Linked DNA regions of Gossypium hirsutum: regions 2 and 3 are each linked to region 1. Evidence: chromatin contacts called from public Hi-C data. All regions are on one chromosome and are shown on one strand. The core of a region is the stretch at or near the end of the contact, and the rest is flanking DNA. Distances in the headings are between cores, read along the strand shown.

Evidence for each region. Hi-C and Micro-C count contacts between places; a contact is called where the count stands out from the background.
Region 2: a contact with region 1 is called in a Hi-C map of leaf, with 2.5 times the contacts expected there. The contact joins the promoter of LOC107893866 here to the promoter of LOC107920449 in region 1. A contact is called at or near these places in 3 of 34 Hi-C or Micro-C datasets (callus and leaf).
Region 3: a Hi-C map of leaf shows a contact between it and region 1, with 3 times the contacts expected there. The contact joins the promoter of LOC107893867 here to the promoter of LOC107920449 in region 1. A contact is called at or near these places in 2 of 34 Hi-C or Micro-C datasets (both in leaf).

Annotation. Positions count from the first base shown.
Region 1 is chrA13:32,651,237-32,654,104 of Gossypium_hirsutum_v2.1, reverse strand. It overlaps LOC107920449 (clp protease adapter protein ClpF, chloroplastic), which reads right to left and starts at 1,296. Exons shown (of 8, transcript XM_016850179.2): 1 at 628-1,296; 2 at 435-494; 3 at 72-166. The coding sequence starts at 963. LOC121212699 (protein GDAP2 homolog) reads right to left here. Exons shown (of 15, transcript XM_041086008.1): 12 at 2,548-2,617; 13 at 2,393-2,464; 14 at 2,204-2,295; 15 at 1,548-2,007. The coding sequence ends at 1,932.
Region 2 is chrA13:32,811,959-32,814,658 of Gossypium_hirsutum_v2.1, reverse strand. It overlaps LOC107893866, which reads right to left and starts at 1,443. Exons shown (of 3, transcript XM_016819007.2): 1 at 808-1,443; 2 at 11-65. The coding sequence starts at 909. It overlaps LOC107893865 (chorismate mutase 3, chloroplastic), which reads right to left. Exons shown (of 6, transcript XM_016819006.2): 4 at 2,675-2,700; 5 at 2,257-2,349; 6 at 1,522-2,143. The coding sequence ends at 1,901.
Region 3 is chrA13:32,907,149-32,909,926 of Gossypium_hirsutum_v2.1, reverse strand. It overlaps LOC107893867 (isopentenyl phosphate kinase), which reads left to right and starts at 1,335. Exons shown (of 12, transcript XM_016819008.2): 1 at 1,335-1,625; 2 at 1,715-1,951; 3 at 2,065-2,162; 4 at 2,414-2,456. The coding sequence starts at 1,577.

The DNA.
Region 1 (2,868 bases), core at 47-2,546:
CTCAATCTCTCATAAAAATCAATACTCTGCACTATAAGAAGAGTGCATATAACATAAGCGAGGGACCTCACCGTAGACGCACAAGACTTAGTGCCTTATCTTGAGCTTCACTCTTTGAGGACAAACCTCTTTTTGCTTCTTGCTGCTTGAGGATTTCTGCTTCAACCTTCATAGCAGAACACTTGTTAATGAAAAGACACTTACGTACACATGTCTCAGCTCCATTTTTTATGAACAAACTTGGATACACATTGTACCAACCAAGCTTACATAAATTCATGATACTAAATAATGAAATAAAGAACTGATGCATGCAAAATGAGTACAAAGAAAACTAAAAATCTACCATAGTAATCATTTCATTAACAACTAATAGCCAGTGGAAAGCTTCCAAAAGAGTCCAACAATTAATATCAGGTCTTCTAAGTTCTAACCTCAGTAAGCTTGTTTCTAAGTTGCTGTGCAAATTCATATTCTTCCAAGTTCAAAGCACGCTGCAAATCCACAGAAAAACAACATAAAAAATGACCGAATCCTATAAACTGAGAGATAAACAGAAATAACTATTAATAAAAGATAAAATTCATATCATAGATGAAAAAAAAACACAAGCTCACATCACCAAACCTGAACTTGAGTAGCCAAGTCTAATTGGAAAAAGAAAATCAGTATATCTTCATTAGCAGTCTCACTACGCTCTGAGCTTGCACCCAATTCCCGGTCACCTCCTTTAAACGGCCAACCAACTTTAACCCCAAAGTTCCTTTTCTTCATCAAATTGGGATTGCCATTAAAGTAAAAACTTGGTACATACCCATGCCAGAAATATTGTCTACTAATCCCATATTTCATATGACCTTTTCCAATTATCTCAAATTGCCGCCTCCCGCCTACTTCTGTTCCATAAATAGCCGTGTTTCCAGAGGTTGTTAAAGTACTGCTTAATGAAAGGGTCTGCACCATTTTTCTTGGAAAACAAAATGATTTTTTTTCCTCTTTCTTGATTGAAACCAACTAAAATGAAATTCTGGGCATTTAATTTCGTCCTCACAAAATTAATTTCAGGCTTTTTATATCAAAAAGAAAAAGGAGAAACTTCATTAATTTCAGGCTTTCAGCGACTCAGATGAAGGGAAGGGGAGAATTAAAAATAAACAAAAATAAAAATAAAGATAAAAAAAATTATATGCAATCTGTGGATTACAGGATCGAGTGTGTTATTGAACAGAATCCTGACACGTAAGATTCCTTAGGCCCGATAGGCCAGCAACCAACTTGGATCATTTCTTGCCTCTGTTACTGGGCTGGAGCAAAGAAATATTGATTCTATTTTATTCAAAATAAATTATATTTTTTTGATTATTTTTAAATGTATTTGATTCAAATTGGATTTCTGTTTACAGGTTGAATTTTATTTTTACTTAATTTATAATTTCTTAGTTTTATAGTGCAAAAATAAATATTTATATTTTAAATGAGTGAAAATAACTTTAAAATGCTTTTTAAAAAAAATAAAAATAAAAAACGACAGATTTGAACGGTAATGATTCATTTAAAAAATGAAGTACAAATTAGAATTCAAAGCTCAACACTTACAATCTGATCTGTCTAAAGTCGACCATGTCCATAATCGACAGATTCAAAACCCCGACAATCCCTTCCCCTCTTTAAAACATGCCAAGAAAGAGTCCACTTTCTCAGGATGTAGTGCAACATGTTGAAATCAAATAGAAAAGCTCACATCACCATGAAATATATATTATTAACAAACATATCATTGCTCAAAAAATAAAACGAAAAAAAAAGAAACATATCTACATGAAAAACCAAACACAACCAACCCACTACCTGCCTACAAATACAAGGTGATGAGGAAATCAAACCAAGAATTACTGGCTTTCATCAACTCTGAAACTGTGTATTTAAATGTTCTATGGTCGATGATATATGTATTTCGTTCGAGGGTCTACAATAAGACCCTTTCCACCGTTCACTTCTATATCGTGCCTGCAATATCAGTGTTAACCAAATGCTTAGAATCATTTCTATCAACATACAATATAACTAAGCTGAATCATGAAAAAAAACTGTTGGATAACTTGATTGGATTGTAGGACTGCATAAGAACATCCATTGCCAAAAGACTATAAATGATGCTATGTTTCGTTTTATATGATAAAAGGATAAAACTAGAACACTCAACTGAAACACGAAATCAGGGATGGTCAACTGCTCGCGAGGAACATATTTGAATAGCTGCAGAAGCCTATCAACATATACCACTTTCTTCCACACCTGTATATCATTTCCAAGAACATCAAGTTACCAAGATTCCTCAGCAGTAACATCAGTCTTCAAATGAGAGAAATAGTTAAGACTTAAGACATACCACCTTATCCACGAACATTTGCAGAGCAAAAATTGCAGTCTTCAAGTGAAATGTAGGATGGAGAACATATATTGCCTTTGCAAAACATGTAAAATGATAAAATAACTATTGTTGTGTATGAATACTAAAAACATTAGGAATAGAAAGTGCCTACATACATGCAGGTTACGTTGGTGTTTCCGACCAAGTATTTGCTGTAATCTTCTCATCCATCCCAAGTCTGGTTGGCTGGTTATACCAGAACGCGAAAAAAAAAAAATGTCACATGAGCAGGGAATAAAAATTCACATCGAATTTAACCATAACCAAGAACGGTTTGTATTAATTAAATCAAAATTTCCTAACCAACATTTTATTTTCCCAAGACAAGGCACAACCTTCTTGTTTGTTTTCATTGCTTTGAGTTATGCAATTTTGCTTGTGATTTTGTCAATGTCTAGGAATTGTTCTAATATTAGAAAATATTACATGCAACATCA
Region 2 (2,700 bases), core at 194-2,693, 160 kb before region 1:
AATTCTTTACCTTTCAGTTTGTTGAAAACCCATTTTGCCTTCTCTTCAACGGTGTTTGAGAAAGTCTGCAGAAATTAACATTTCAGAGAAACTGAAAGGTAAAGGAGCATGAACTATAAATATACAAATGGACATTCGAAATCATGTTTCAATGTCTATTAGCATTAGTACTCTTCTTTAAAAGTTCAACTCAGTGATGGCTTTTCCCAACTATATACTGATAAGATAAAACTAATTTAAACATCAGGTCTAAGGTGGTCTTTTGGTACTAGATAACTACAGTAATGCTAATGCAATGAAAGGACGATACTTAAAAACATCCATTGTTGAACCAAACCTTTGTCCTAAAACTCTAGAATAAATTTGAAATGTTTCCACATGTCTAAGACAAACATATATGATAATTTGAAATCAGGGGGAATCCCACACAGAAGTACAAGAAATTGAGCAAAAATCAAATCACTTGCAATACTATCTTCCAAGACAAAATGCAATCTTTATCATCTGAAATGAAGAAATGAATGTCCTACACATAAATCTTATCACAAAAATACATTTTCATCTCAGCCAAACATTTTATTTTTTTACAAATATGTTTATGTTTTGTTCATAACCCCATCTCTGAAATCAGTACTTTTTTGCTTAAAAGTAAAACCCCACAGATCTTGCATTACCTAACAATTCCATTTACTATCAAAAGGTTATCCTTATATCAACCCACATTATAAAATCCATAAACCAAAATACTAATACAAAGAAGAAAAAAGCCAAAAAAAAAAACCCAAAAAAGAAGAGAACTTTACTTACAGTCAGATCTTCAGTGATGTTTGAGAACTCTTCCTTAGCTTTCTTTGAGATCCATAACCCACCAACTTTCAAGCTCCCAACTTTAGTTAATGCTTTCTCCATTTTCTCCTTGTCTCTGCCTCTCACCAAAAGAGCAAAGCTTTCCCTCTTTTGCTCAGTGAGTTAAAAGAAAGAAAAGCTAAAGATGAAGGAACAAATCCCAAAAGCAACAGACAAATATTCACATGCTAGCTGTACATTGAAGAAGATGAAACAAAAAAGCGGCTGTCTTGTGGGTTGGGATTCTCGACCATTTAAATTTTTGTCAAGGGTGTTTATGTCATTTGAAAAATGACGGTGACAGTGCTATTCTGTTGTCTTTTTCCAGATTTTCTGCTATTTGAAAATTTTTCTGTTAATTTGTACCAATTATCCCATTTTTTTTAAAAAGATATTTTTTCTATTTCTGGAGATAATCTATTGAAAATTACAGAACTGTCCTTAAATGAATTTATTTTGTGGAACACGAAGACTTCAAAGTCACTACTTCAGTCACTTCTCAGCAGCTAAGAAGGTTGAAAATTGGAAAGGAAAAAGGAAAGATGACATTGTGATTGACAGAAGATTATAAAAGTTTTCCAATTTTACTCTTTTTTATGTGCAAGAAGCTTAATAATTGTGCTCTAATATTATAATATAATTAAGCTATGATTAAAACATGAGAGCTGCACATGGTAGGATCAAGATTCATTCATTTTCCAGCTCAAAAGTTGACAATGACAACCATTGTTTTAGAAGAAAGTTTTAAACACTACGTAAATCAAACTAAAATGAGTTTACAAAAAAGAGAAGCTGCCCTTCCTGAACTCAAATGAATGTATTACTAACACAAGCTTGAAGCTCACATTGCTGTTAGATGATCACATAGGAGGGACGAGTTCTTTTTCCGTATTCGAACCCTTTGCCTTCTTGATGAAGAACATTACTGGGTATTTGGAAAGTTGTGCTATAAATTAGAAAACTGAAATTCTGTAGTTTAACATGTAAAAGGTAGTGATGTTCATACACCCTTTGGTTTCCCCTTCCCTTGGTCAGTTGTGAGGGAAACTTTACATTAGTCCAACCGTCGCAACAAGTATTCAACTTGAACTTCCTTTGTTAAGGGCATGATCCAATCTCCGTAGAGATCAGCTACTAAACTTGGCTCGATTTTGTACACAGGATCTGGAACTGCTGCAACACCATTCAGTTGAAAGTTTAGCTCTTGACCATATGTTTTCGTTTTCATATCTACTCTCTTTTTCACTGCTGTTTCCACTGTTTCGTATGTTAGCAACTCCATCAATCGAGACCGGTCCTGTTAGGTGATGTTCCGAAGGCAAAGAGGAAAGGAAGGAAATCTGTTAATTATGAATATGAAGCAGCCTAAACAAAAAGGATGAAGTAGGATAAATGTGAAAGGAACTTCACTTTTGCTCTAATGGCATCCTCATAAGTTTTAGGTGATTCTCGAAATTTCGCCTCTGCTACAAATTTTCCATAGTGAATTCTTTTTGAAAGTGCCTGTAAGGGGAAAAGTTGAAAAATAACCAAGGTTTCCAAAACAAAATTCCTTTAACATGTAAAGATAAATAGAAGCCTCCCTGGGAGGAAATAAAAGGGGCTAAAATTATAATAGGAACAAAGTAAACAAAGGAGACTTATGATGAAAACTAAAGGAAATTCTAAACTATTCCACCCTCCCTAAGAGGAAAGAGAAAGGAGGTTACAATAAAATATCCCATCTTCTCTACTGTTTGAATGTTATCGATGAACAATGATTCACGATTTAAATCCAGATAAGAGCAGCTAAGAATTGATGAAAGGAACAATAGCTTATAAGGCATACCTGCAAGCACATTGTATCGCATACAG
Region 3 (2,778 bases), core at 86-2,585, 260 kb before region 1:
ATTTCAACAAAAAAATATTAAAAATGTAAAAATTTAATGCTGAAAATCTCAAATAAATAATAATTACATAAAAAGTCTTAAAAATAAGAAAATGATTTTTAATATTAATTAAGTAAAAAAAACAAATAATAATTATAAAAAATTAGAAAACGATCACATATGTTTTGCCATATCATTTCAGTATTTAATATTTTTTATAACTAATTAAGTAAACAACAAATAAATGAATAATAATTAAAAAGAAAAAAAGCCACAACACATCTAGCTATTACCTTTCTTTCCAACACAAAATCTCCAAAATCCTCAACTGCCAATCTCTTTTTTCTTTTTTCAACACAAACAAGAAGGGGACCATGTGGGCTTATATATATATATAGGGCTAAGGGAAAAAATGGAGAAATGGGGGGCCAATTTTGGGGTTGAGAAGTAGAAAAATAGAGCACCTCGTGACTCTGGTCACGTTTGTCATAGGTAGTCAGATCGGTGTCGCCTGACTGTTAGATCAAACAATTACGGGGTGCTCCATCTTTCTACTTCTCAGCCTCGATTCTCTCCTCTGTTTCTGATGACCAGTCATAAATTTAATTTTTGTTTCAATAGTGGTGCCACTTGACAAAAGCCCTCCACCTCTTAAAATTATTTTTTCAACTAGTATACGACTTGTATTGTAGTCGGTTCTACTTCATACCGGTGCCGTCGTATAGGGTGACATCACCAATAAAAAAATAAATTTTTTTTATTCTACTATGGTCTAATGATGGCCAATTGATGATGGGAAAAAAAATAATGGTGCCGCCACCTTATAAAGCACCACCCATGATCACTATTGCAAATAGACCATTTTAATAAATAAACTCATGAGCATATCATTTAAGGGATTAAATAATTTTTTTTGTATTATTCAAATAAAAAAAATTTATGAATAATTTAGAATAAAATACTCAATCTCATATTTTAAACTTGTCAATAGATGTTAAGTGATTTTGGAATAAAATATAACATTAAGCTAAATTAAAATAGAAAGAATAAATGTTAAGTATGATATAAAGATTAAAAGAGTAGGGAGTCATTACTATTTGTCAAGTTTTATATATTTTTATTTTTTTAATTAATATTTTAATCATCAAATCATCATATATTATATTAAAGGTACTTTATAATTTTAAAAGAAATTATTTTATGTAAAAGATTCAATCATTCGGTAAATATATTAATATATATAATATTTTAGATTAATGAAATGAAGTAGGTATGAAAAGTAGAATTATATTAATAAAATTAATATTAAAATTATTAAAATATTAATTATATATATATATAAAAAAAACCTTAGTGGATTGCTCCTCTCTATTTGAGTTTAATTTTCTTTTATGATGACTGGATTGAAGCCGGTTGAATCGTTATCCCACCTGATTTGGTTCAGCGAATCAAAGTCTGCAGCTTGAGAGAATCATTTAACTCTTAGAGTGTCTTGTTTGACCCTACACTGAACAGCATCGTAGATTCGGTCATAACATTAACACCAGTGTAAGAAAAATAGCAACATCAACTCAGAGCGTCGTCAAACAATCCCAAAATGGAAGAAACCAACCTTAACCAAACAATCCGTTGCATCGTCAAACTTGGTCTTTCTCTTTCTCTCAAAGTTCCAAACTTCAACATGTCTTTTTCCACCTCTTCAATTTTCTCTTTTTCTTTTTTGGGTTTAAAACAGGAGGAGCAGCAATTACTTGTAAAAATGAGCTAGAGAAGATCAATGAAGAGAATCTGGAAACAGTTTCGTCCCATTTGAGACAAGCAATGAATCTGGGTTCTTGCTCAACGCAAGTTGTGGGGATGGATTGGAGTAAAAGAGATGCGGTTTCGGATATTTCTTCTAGTTTATGTGATTTTGGTGATCAGTGTCAGTTCAACGTTGATTTCAGCAGATTTGTTGTCGTTCATGGTGCAGGTGAGCTTTGATTATGTTTTTAATTTCTGGGTTTTCTTTTGTGATAATTGGTCCCCTTTCGATATTTGATGTAGAAAGAAATGGAATTACTGATTTACGTTTTCCATTTGTAGGTTCATTTGGGCATTTTCAGGCGAGCAAATCTGGGGTTCATAAAGGGGGATTGAATCAACCTCTTGTCAAGGCTGGTTTCGTTGCAACTCGAATTTCTGTAAGATATGGCGATTGAAGTTTTTAAGTATATAGAAAAACATTCCATTTGAATTTTGCTTTGGTTTATCAATCATGGTTTATGCAATCCATTGATTTGCTTATGAAAAAAAATCGACTACTAAGCAAAACTGCAATTGAAGCTTCACTTAGTTCATTTGTAGCACTTGCAGTGATCTTACAGATTATTGAGGAAAATAAACCCCTTTTCGCATTTGGTACTTAATGTTTTTCGGTGTGGTTTCTTTCCAGGTCACGACTCTTAATCTTGAAATTGTTCGAGCACTAGCCAGAGGTATCGATCTCTAATTTGTTAAGACTAACAGATGTAGCTGACAATATTCATTCAATGTGCTAGATCTATTTGTGTTCCGTGTTGCTGCTTCAATTGTGAGATTAGCCTTGATTATTTCTAATTTTCAAAATAGAACTTATTTCAATGCGTTTGAGTTTACACATATAGAATGTTAGATTTTGTCTTAAGAATACCAGAATTTCAGGAAACACAGACTGTTAATTCGTTTAAGTTATCATTTGTCATTGTGCAACTTTTGTTGAATACTCTATGCGTACGGGGATCATCATTGTAGAGAATACGACAAATGTATTTAGACTAA